Regions from separate parts of the Salmo salar genome. Here region 2 is linked to region 1. A link is a contact called in public Hi-C data. All regions are on one chromosome and are shown on one strand. The core of a region is the stretch at or near the end of the contact, and the rest is flanking DNA. Distances in the headings are between cores, read along the strand shown.

Evidence for each region. A called contact is a pair of places that touch in the nucleus more often than the background predicts.
Region 2: a contact with region 1 is called in a Hi-C map of muscle, with 3 times the contacts expected there. The contact joins the promoter of csde1 here to the promoter of slc66a1 in region 1. A contact is called at or near these places in 2 of 3 Hi-C or Micro-C datasets (gill and muscle).

The regions. Positions count from the first base shown.
Region 1 is chrssa15:79,974,372-79,979,309 of Ssal_v3.1, reverse strand. slc66a1 (solute carrier family 66 member 1) reads left to right here and starts at 2,353. Exons shown (of 9, transcript XR_001321045.2): 1 at 2,353-2,486; 2 at 3,191-3,247; 3 at 3,526-3,732; 4 at 3,826-3,955; 5 at 4,181-4,268; 6 at 4,841-4,938.
Region 2 is chrssa15:80,136,430-80,141,367 of Ssal_v3.1, reverse strand. csde1 (cold shock domain containing E1, RNA-binding) reads left to right here and starts at 2,642. Exons shown (of 18, transcript NM_001173622.1): 1 at 2,642-3,460; 2 at 3,847-4,013; 3 at 4,762-4,848. The coding sequence starts at 3,154.

The DNA.
Region 1 (4,938 bases), core at 1,104-3,603:
ATATGATGCCATCTAGAGAGGATCCTAACCACGGAGCATCTGGGTTCACTACGAAGCCACACGGAAAGAAGTTAACATTCTTCAGTGTGCAGTACTCCTGTACAGCCACTGGCTCCATGGCTAGCCCCCTCTTCATCGCCATGGTCTGCATACCAGATCCCTTGAACATCCGCTCAGCTAGGTTGTCAGCTGAGGTCTCTCCCCGGACATGGCAAACCTCTCGGAAACGAGAGGATGTTATTCTAATTTTCCTGAGCTGATGCCATTCCGGGCTGCTGCTCTGCTCCCTTGTAGCAACCTGAACTTTGTGTGACATCTCGTAGGTTGTCTCTAATGCATTGACGTGGAACTGACATTTCCATTGTTGTCACAAGAGGGGAAGTAAGTAGAGAAAAGTTGGCATACGTTTCTGACACGGGGAGAAGGTCCATGTCAGGCATGTATCCATTGAGTGCTATGTAGAGAGAACTTCTGCAAAACATTTTAAAACCTTATCAGGTTGGAGAGATTACAATGACAAAGACTCATGTAAAGTTTCCAGAAACAGCACAAGCCTGAAAGTTCAAATAAAATGAATTAAAATACAGATTTATAGATTATATATTTCCCCCCAGTCTTTGTCCCAAAATGTGTCATTACATCGTAAAGACGCCGCTGTTTGTGCTTATCATCTGGATACAAAAACAATCACAAGAAAATGTTTTCTAAAATGTTTCCATTCTAGGAACCTCCAACTTACCTTATTCCATCAGCACACGAGTTTGTAGGTTTACGGAACTCTATCCCATCAACCGGACCTGGCTTCACACCCTAATTTAGAAGGATTTACTGTTACATAGGCTGAATACTTTTCAGGTGCATTTTTTAATGGATATTGATAGACTCACAAGTGTTCTTGGCTTGTGCCAACACTGTTCTGTGTCTGTGCAGCTGTGAACTGGTGGTGCAGCAGGAATGTTTAGTTGAGTCTGGTAAAGAAGGGCCACCAGATGATTGCACATAGCACTTCGTGCAACACTGGAGCAGTGGCTTTGGACCACTACCACTGGTACGGAGTGCTTCAACACCATCTGTGAAGATAAGTGTGATGAAAGACTGAAGTGAGAAACAAGAATGATGCGACCCATGAATAACAAACATAGTAGTGTCTAGTCTTCTTAAATAGGGGCTCATTTAACTATACAGGAATACATTGTGTCTCAGTAACACAATTACCAAACACTGCAGCAACAGATCTTTACCAAATAACCTGTTAAGTGGGCAATTCTAAATTGGGATTGGGACCCATCATTAATATCTATCTATTGATAAGATTAAACGTTGGCACTGTCTCCAACACATTTTGACCATGATGACGGTGTCTCACAGGGGATGTTTAACAAGGTCCCTAGTAGCTATCTATAACCTTTCCCTACTCTCATGGACCTGTGACAGGCAGCCCTCACGGTGATCTCCCCTGTCAATGTATCTTTGTTAGATACTGTGTAGAAGACATGAATAACAATTATTTTTAGCTAGCAAATATACCTAGCAAGCATAACTTAACCAAGCTAACGAAAATACACACATTCTCGGGTAGATTCTGTCAACGTTACATAATTTTACGAAGTAACTTGCTAGCTACAGTTAATAGTTAAATTAGCTAGCTAATGATTGTAGCTAGCTAACGTTATATCTGTCACTGACTTGGTACTCACCTTCATAGTTGTCTATGTAGCTTCCTATAACGGTATACATCTTGAACCCCTTTTCATTCTTGTTAGCTGGAGTCTCGGAGGCTGATTTAACAATTTGATGTACATCATTAATATTAATTTGAGGCAAGTCCTGAAAACACCTAGTAAAAAAACTGCGACATAGTGGTAATAACGTTATATCGTCGATAATAACTAGACTGACCGGAAATTGCCACGCCGGTAGGAAGTGTTAAGAACGTTCTATCATGGAATGTGCATAAGGGAAGGTTTCTTCTGACACATTGGTGCGGCTGGTTTCCGGGTTAAACTGGCGTGTGTTAAGGAGCGCGGTTAGGTGGGTCATGTTTCGGGCATGATTCCACCTTCGCCTCTCCCGTTGGGGAGTTGCAGCGATGAGAAAAGATCGAAAAGGGAGGGGGGGGTAAAATAAATAAACAAAAATCAGTGTCAGATGCATGTTTGTGACATAGTTGAACCCAGACCAAAATAGGCCATAGGGAAGGTATTTGGTAGAATAAACTGACATGATTTCAGAGCAGAGAGGAAGCAAGAGGGTTTGCTCCCGTCAAAATATGTCCCCGATAAGCAGACCTCCCGCCTTTGGAACAACAACTCCCATTTTTGGGGAGGAGACTACACCATCTCGTCATTATATACAGTTTCTCTGGATAAGCATAGTTCTCTGCTGAGTCATCAGTCAGGTGAGCAGGGTCAGCTGACAACAGTGTTTAGATCGAAGACTCCCGCGAGCTGAGGCCGAGCAGTTTTTTTTTTAGCTTGTGTGTTGAGGTAAGCCATACTGTTCAAAATACACTAAATTTGTCACAATTTCATGGGAGTAATTGGCTACCTGTCGAGTCGTTTGCGTGCGATCGTTAGAATAGCTGGGAAATGTGCATGTTTCAGGCAGAAATATGCGGCCGCAGCGAACATCGGATGTACATGATAAATCTTAATTTTCACAGCTTTATGAAAAAATGTAAAGCCTGTAGATCTTCGAAGACCGTGGGGAGGGAGGCTTGCTGCACACTAATGACAGAATTGCCACGCAGATCGATGAGGCTAAGTAACGAGGACTGTTGATATCTGATGCGAACATGTGACATGTGGACACAGTTTACCGCTGTTCTGTAACTTCAAGTTTCAGGAGCTTGAGGACAATATTCATCGTGTCTGTCTATTTCAAGATGCATCCTAAATTCCAGAAACGTCCCCCACAAACGCAGGTTAACTAGTTCGAAATTATTATTTTATGCTGTGATTTGGACATTTTTAAAATGTAGTTGATTTGTTTTTGACCGGAGGTATACTACAAACATAATATCTACATTGAACTGTTACACATAAAATGAAGAATGAATACGTAATTTAATCGGATCTTTATGGTGTGGCTTCATCTGTCGTCCTAACTCCGCCTTTACTCTGACGTTGGAGATCATATTCCAATCAGTTCAGTTGAGCTAAATAGTTTTCTCCCTAACCTTTGCAAACAGACGTCTGAAAAAGGCATTGTGCCTCCTTGGACACATCAACAACCGCCCGAGAATCAGGTAAGATACTTAAAAAAAATGTTTGACCACAACCGTTGTCCTGGAAGACGTTTGAAGCAGAGCCAGCTGTAAAAACTCAGCGAGCAACATGTTTGTCCCCAGCTGAAAAGTCTTTATCAGTACAAACCGACTTCACTCTGAATTCCATAGCAGATAGTACATTTTGAGACTGAGCTATAAACAAGTTTTGTCAATAGAAAGAATAAGCGGCAACTTGTTGTTTATTTAGCTAGCTATATTGTTTAGCTTGTTCGTTTAACCCTTTCCCCTCTGCTTAGTATGAGCCTGAATATGGGGTCAGCTGATGGTGTCCTCAAGCGGGGGTCTTTTGGATGGAACACTGATGGAAACTTCAGCTCTGTATGCCCCAATGGATCGGTATGGGTTTGGGAAGGGCTGGGGGAATGTGCCCAGGACGCCAGGGACATGGCCAGTGTCATCCTGGGTCTACTGTCTATAGTGTGCTTCATGGTTTCTTCTCTGCCGTAAGTCTTGATTGGGAATACATTATTTCAGCCCATTTCCAAAGTATGGACAACACCTTTAGTCTTCTTATTTTGTTGTGTTCATGAATACAGGCAATACTACAGCTCTTGTAAGAGTGGGAATATGGACAGCGCCTTGTCCATTTGGTTTCTGTTGCTGTGGCTGGGGGGTGACTCCTGCAATCTTGTAGGCTCATTCTTAGCTGACCAGCTGCCACTACAGGTAAGTGATGGCTATTTGGGGTCAGTCAATATTTCTGAAATGCTTTAAATAACCATATAAATGTTTGTCAAGCATGAAAATAGAGGGATAAACTGAAATTGTCAACTCCCAAGATACTAATGAAAAGATGTTTTAATGTTACAAAAAAGTGTAATAATATGCATTTAAACTAGTATATCCCCTTGTCCGCCGCACTGACATGTCTCTCTCCCCCTTCTCATGCAGACATACACAGCAGTGTATTATGTCCTGGCTGACTTATTGATGCTGGGATTATACTTTTATTACCTATCTAAGCACAGGATGAATAACAGTGAGTTTTTGTCTGTTAATGTATTTGATCTCTCTATGAAATTAGCTGCTGTGAGATTTGTCTTGTCAATAATAAATCAAGGCCATTGGTCAGAGTACATTCCACGCATTGACTATTAACTGAGGCCTCTGTTCCACTGGGACCACAGTTTGTAATATACAGTATAACACATGCATGACAGAACAAGGTATGGCTTGTCCACATTGTTCTATGTTCTGCCCATGACGCAAATGTTCATTCCAGGATGCTGCAAGGTTTTTTTTATACATACAGTTGTTATTTAACAGTTCAGTGAACCTGACGGGTGTCAGGTTAGACTGCTGTAGCCTATACACAGAGGGTCCCCAGGATTAGTGTTGAGAAACAGACATTCATTACACAGGAGGAAGAATCATACAAAACTAGTGTGATGTCAGCAATACTACTCGTGATGTCAGCAATACTTTGCATCACCACCACCTTTTCTTATTTCGTTTCTTAATTGTTGTCACCGTGACCCTTTGTTGGATGACTTTGCTGAGGCGGCATCTACCAATATTGACAACTAATAGCTTTATTTTTCCTTTACCCAGACAGGTCGGTTCTAAATGTAGTTGGAGTAGTCTATATACTGGGCTTCTCTGCCAGCCTCGTTGCCTTACCTGGGTCAGGGTCCCAACAGGATGTGGTC
Region 2 (4,938 bases), core at 1,393-3,892, 160 kb before region 1:
TCCAGACTGGTCCCCTGGTGTGCTGTCATAGGGCAGGAATGTGGAGATATATTTGTTATGATAATGAACACAAGTAACCCAACAAATGTCCCAACAATTCTGCTCTTGTACATGTGCACATCTGCTACCATTTTAACAAAGACGGGGAATATTGCCCCTTACCTAGATGGTAGTTTTTTTAATATAATAAATAAACTTGCTTTTTTTGGTGACAACATGCACAACGGCTCCCCTAATTTACTTCAGTGACTTGAATTTCAGATGCAGTTGGACTAACCATCCTGTACCTCAAATTATGACTGACTTCTGCATCTATTTGATAGGGCTGAATCATTCTTCAACTTGTTTTAGGCCAATTGACGTAACAAGAGAAATTAATTCCTCCAACTCTAGCAGAGAGACTTAGCACAGATAAAGGCTTTTAGTGAGCCAGTCTTCCCTGCCATAGGCCTACTTCGTTATTGAAGTTTAGCAATCTTTCCTCTGCCTCTTTATCCTGCCCCTCTAGCTGGTCATATCTAGCCGCCTTTTCCCTTGTCTCCTCACACCCACAGACCCTTTCCCTTAATTGTGACACTGTTCACTGGCTGACCTTTTTGCCTCCCCGTTTATTTATTTTTGTCCCTTTCCCATTTTCACCCTTGCAGACATCCAGAGGTTGGGTGGTTGAGCAAAAAAGGAAAAAAATAACAAATCGAGGCAGTCAAGCAAACCAGTTATCAAGTACAACAAAGGGGTGGAGTTTGGCTTGAGTTTATGGAAAAATATGGGCAGCCCCTGGAAAGGCTTTGTTGAGTTTACCTTGCCCACGTCGCCACCTGCCGCGTTTATTAGCGCTGACCTGAGCAGCACCTCCCCCGTCGGACTCAGCCTGTCACCATACGGCCGATCCGTAAGTTCCATCTTCCCCACCACCTCCCTCCGTCTCCCCCCCCATCGAACACCCATTCACCCACCTTGCCCTGCCTCTCTCTGCTCTGACTGGCCTTACCTTTCCATTCCTCGGGGCTCAGAGACTAGCCTCTGCTCAGGTGCAGTCAAGCAGTTACAGGGTGGTCTAAAGGTTAGTTGGGATTTGGATATCTTTCAAATTAGCTTTTACCCACCACAATTTAAGGCTGTAAATGCTTTGTGCCATGCCCCACGCCCCCTGAGATTAGTGGTGTGGGATATGATTAGTGCTGCAATTTCTGTCTTATGTAGGCAATATAAACAAACTGAAGTTTGTTTAGTGATCTAGTACAGGCAAAGGAAAACAATGGGAGTGTAATGTAACATGAAGTGGGAATAAAGGGTGACTTAAAAAAAAAAACGTGACCTACAAAGCAGGATTCTGATGCAGAGGTGAAGAAATTACTATTGAGTTTCTGGTTTATTACGAAAGCAAAACGTGTTTTTGGTTGAGTCAATTATACCATGCCCATTTCAAATTTCACTGCTTTGTCAAGTCAGCTGGTTAACTCATTGATCCTGCTTTGTAGTATACCCCTCAGGTGACGTTAATGCTCAAAATAATGTGCCCAGTAGGAACTTGACAAAACGATTTAGACAATGTCAGTTTGACATTCTTTCCCAAATAATAACTAGACTGAAATAAGCTCATTTAAAACTAAGGTAGGCTAGTTTGTAAGACGAGTTGATTTTAAACTGTTTCCCCGATGGCTGGTGCCGTTCAATGTCGCTTAGTCTGGAATCTTAGTTATCGAACCAGCAAATGGGATTATTCATCCCTTTTAAGGACAGACCATCCAATCTACTAACTACTGGGAATTTCAACTTTTGACATTAATGCTATGCTAGTAAGGGACCTAACAGATGAGGCTGCTCTGGGACCCTTCATGTACCCACTATCATCTTACTGTGTAGACATGCTTCTGTCTAACCTGTCTTTCACATCAGCACTTTCTGATTCTGTTAACTCTTATTTTAACAGTATTTCAGGCAATAACGATAACTTAAAATGTTACAAGACCACCTTTCTCAACGCTTTGTTCTATTCCGTCAGATGTTGAATGGCAAATGTTTATTTTCGTTTTACTGATCATGCTATGCTGATTATTGCAGGGTGTTTCAAAGACAACCTCGCAGGGACATTCCCCCCCATTTTAGTGTTGTAGAGCCAAACGGCACATACATTTCCATCCATAATACTAGATGCTAGGTCTCTGCTAATAACTTAATTTATGAGTTTCTCTTATGGGATTAGGCTTCCCACGGTCAGTATCAATCTGTTTTTTTACTTGCCCCTCACTTTTACAATTGGTGTAAGAAAACTTCAAAGACCTAGAAAGCTACAGTGTAATGGAATGAAAACTCATGAGCAAAACCACAGCGCCAAGTATTTGAATCTCCCAATCACCCTTTAACCCCCCCCCCAACAGTGTGTCCCAGTCCTGACCCCATTGTTGGATATGGAGAGGGTGCACTCCGAACCCCCTTTGGCACGTAATACTGCTCCTTCCACCTCTGCGGTGGCTATCCCCCGCTCCTTCTCTGTCTCCCACAAAAAACACAAGCGGACCCCCCTGTATCAGAGATCAGTAAGTGGGCATGTTGTGTGGGCATCGCATCAGTTGCACCCACAGTGGTAATGACTGCCAGGGGGATGTTAGCTAACTGCATGGTTTGTTTTGCAGTGGCTCTTGATTACTTTGAGGGAGATCATTTAATGGACTTTTGGTTCTGTGTGAAGTCATATTGTAGCACCCAGTTCATGTTGCCTTGTGCTAGTCAATGGGAGATGCAGTGGTTTTGTAGTAGGTTTGGATAAAGATTAAGTCCTATAACAATTGTTTTTGCATGTATAATGTTCCCAACTTTGTCAATCCAGGGGTGCTTGTTTATTTTAGTTGCAATAGTGACTGAGTGAATAGAAGTGGAGGATTCTCTTGAGCCAACTAGAAATAACTATACAGTGTGGCCTTTATTGGTAGTGAATGGTCTGAATCAACATAAAAACCATCTGGGGTTGGCCTACTGTGCTCACTGACATTCAGAACAGAAATGGTCACAACACCAGAAAGCTCTTTTGGTTAGTCTCTCCAAACTTTTGGTTCAACCATCAGTCAGGAAACACAATTTAATGGATTGTGTGTAAATTAGATCTTATTGACGTGTGGGAGTTTCATTTGTGAAAGAGAATTGTTCTATCATATGCATTTACACAATCCCACTCATAAAGTCACATCTGCTCTCGTTCAATGTTCAGAGCTGTATTTTGTCAGATTTTTCTTTTTTTCAATAATGTCTTGTTCTGCTCAGATGAGTTTTGACCCTGGCATGCTCCACAACAACGGGCACACGGCTTTTGCCAATGGCACGGCGGCGGGCATCAGGGAGACAGGAGTGGTGGAGAAGCTGCTCACCTCCTACGGGTTCATCCAGTGCTCGGAGCGGCAGGCGCGCCTCTTCTTTCACTGCTCCCAGTACAACGGCAACCTGCAGGAGCTCAAGATAGGAGGTGAGAGTCCAGTGCTGCTTCTAGTCATTTAGTAGTCTAGTCTCATCCACCAGCCTTGTGCTGAACAACACAAGCTTTTAGGGATGGTTTCCCAAACACAGATTAATCCTGGACTAAAAAACACTTTCAAATGAAATTCTCCTTGAGACTAGGATTAATCTGTCTGGGGAAACTCCACCTAATGTTCATCTGGCCAAAAATGAGAATTCCTTCAAAAAATCCTTGGGGCTAATTGGTAACAACAGATTTCTGTCTTGGTCTCTTCAAGCTAATGTGGGTAGCTTTTAAGTCGATTGACCTCCATGAATGTCCGGTCAGCATTTGGTGTCGAACACACATTTTCTCACAACCTGTTTTCTTCCTTCTCTCTTCCCCTCTGCCTCCAGATGATGTGGAGTTTGAAGTGTCCTCAGACAGGCGCACTGGCAAGCCCATAGCAGTGAAGCTGCTTAAGATCAAACCAGAGGTGCTTCCAGAGGAGCGCATCTCGGGCCAGGTGGGGCCAGACTCGCACGCCTCTCCCTTTACTGTGCTGCATGGTTATATTCATCCAGTTAAGGAACACCATTTTACTTTTGGTTCTGTTTTTGTCCCTGTCACCTCAATGTCGGTGTTTGTTCGTCAGTTGGGTGTATGTTCAAGCTCATTGTAAATCTTTTAAAATCATTTTTCTTTATTAATAGTTTCATAGATGCGTACATTCTTAATACAACCCCCCCCCCCCCACCCCTCTGATTTTAAATCCACATTTTTATTGCGGTTATTTATGTTGGCCTTGGTCTGTTTATCTGAAATGCTAGGAATATCATCTGTTTCCATGGAGATTTACAATGGGCTTGACTGTACTCGACATACATGTTGTGTGGTGGAGGTGAGATTTGACGTTTAAACAAAACAGCCAAAATCTTTCTCGAGAAAGTTCTGCCTAAATTAAGTTGAAGGCTCATTTTCAAAGGAATGACAAATGAAGTCAGTAAATTGAGTAGGTTTGATTGGCTGTAATACTTTGATAGCCATTGACGTTTTATTAGCCTTTTCTTCAAATGGCCTTTACTCATTCAAATGAAGAAATTTGGCATTTCAAGCATTTCACATCTCATGCAGTAGTGTCTACAGTACATAACAGGCTTGTATCCCTTCGCTCTCTTGATATACTTTTGAAATCAACCAGTTTGTTTCCACAGAAAGATTGATTGTAATTTCCTTATTTAGGTGCACTGATTTATAGTAAGGCAATCGTGTTGAATCACCCAAAAACCCATTCTTAACCATCTCCCCCTGCGGTTCTTGCTGTCTTTTAGGTTGTCTCAGCGATTCCCACTCACCTGGATGGCAAATCTGCACCGGGGCAGGTGCCCACTGGCAGTGTGTGTTACGAGAGAAACGGGGTAAGACTGTCAAATGGCCTGTAGAAAGATACTTTTCATGACAAGGCTGGTAGTCAATGTAATGTAAAGTATGGATTCCTTCCCACGCAG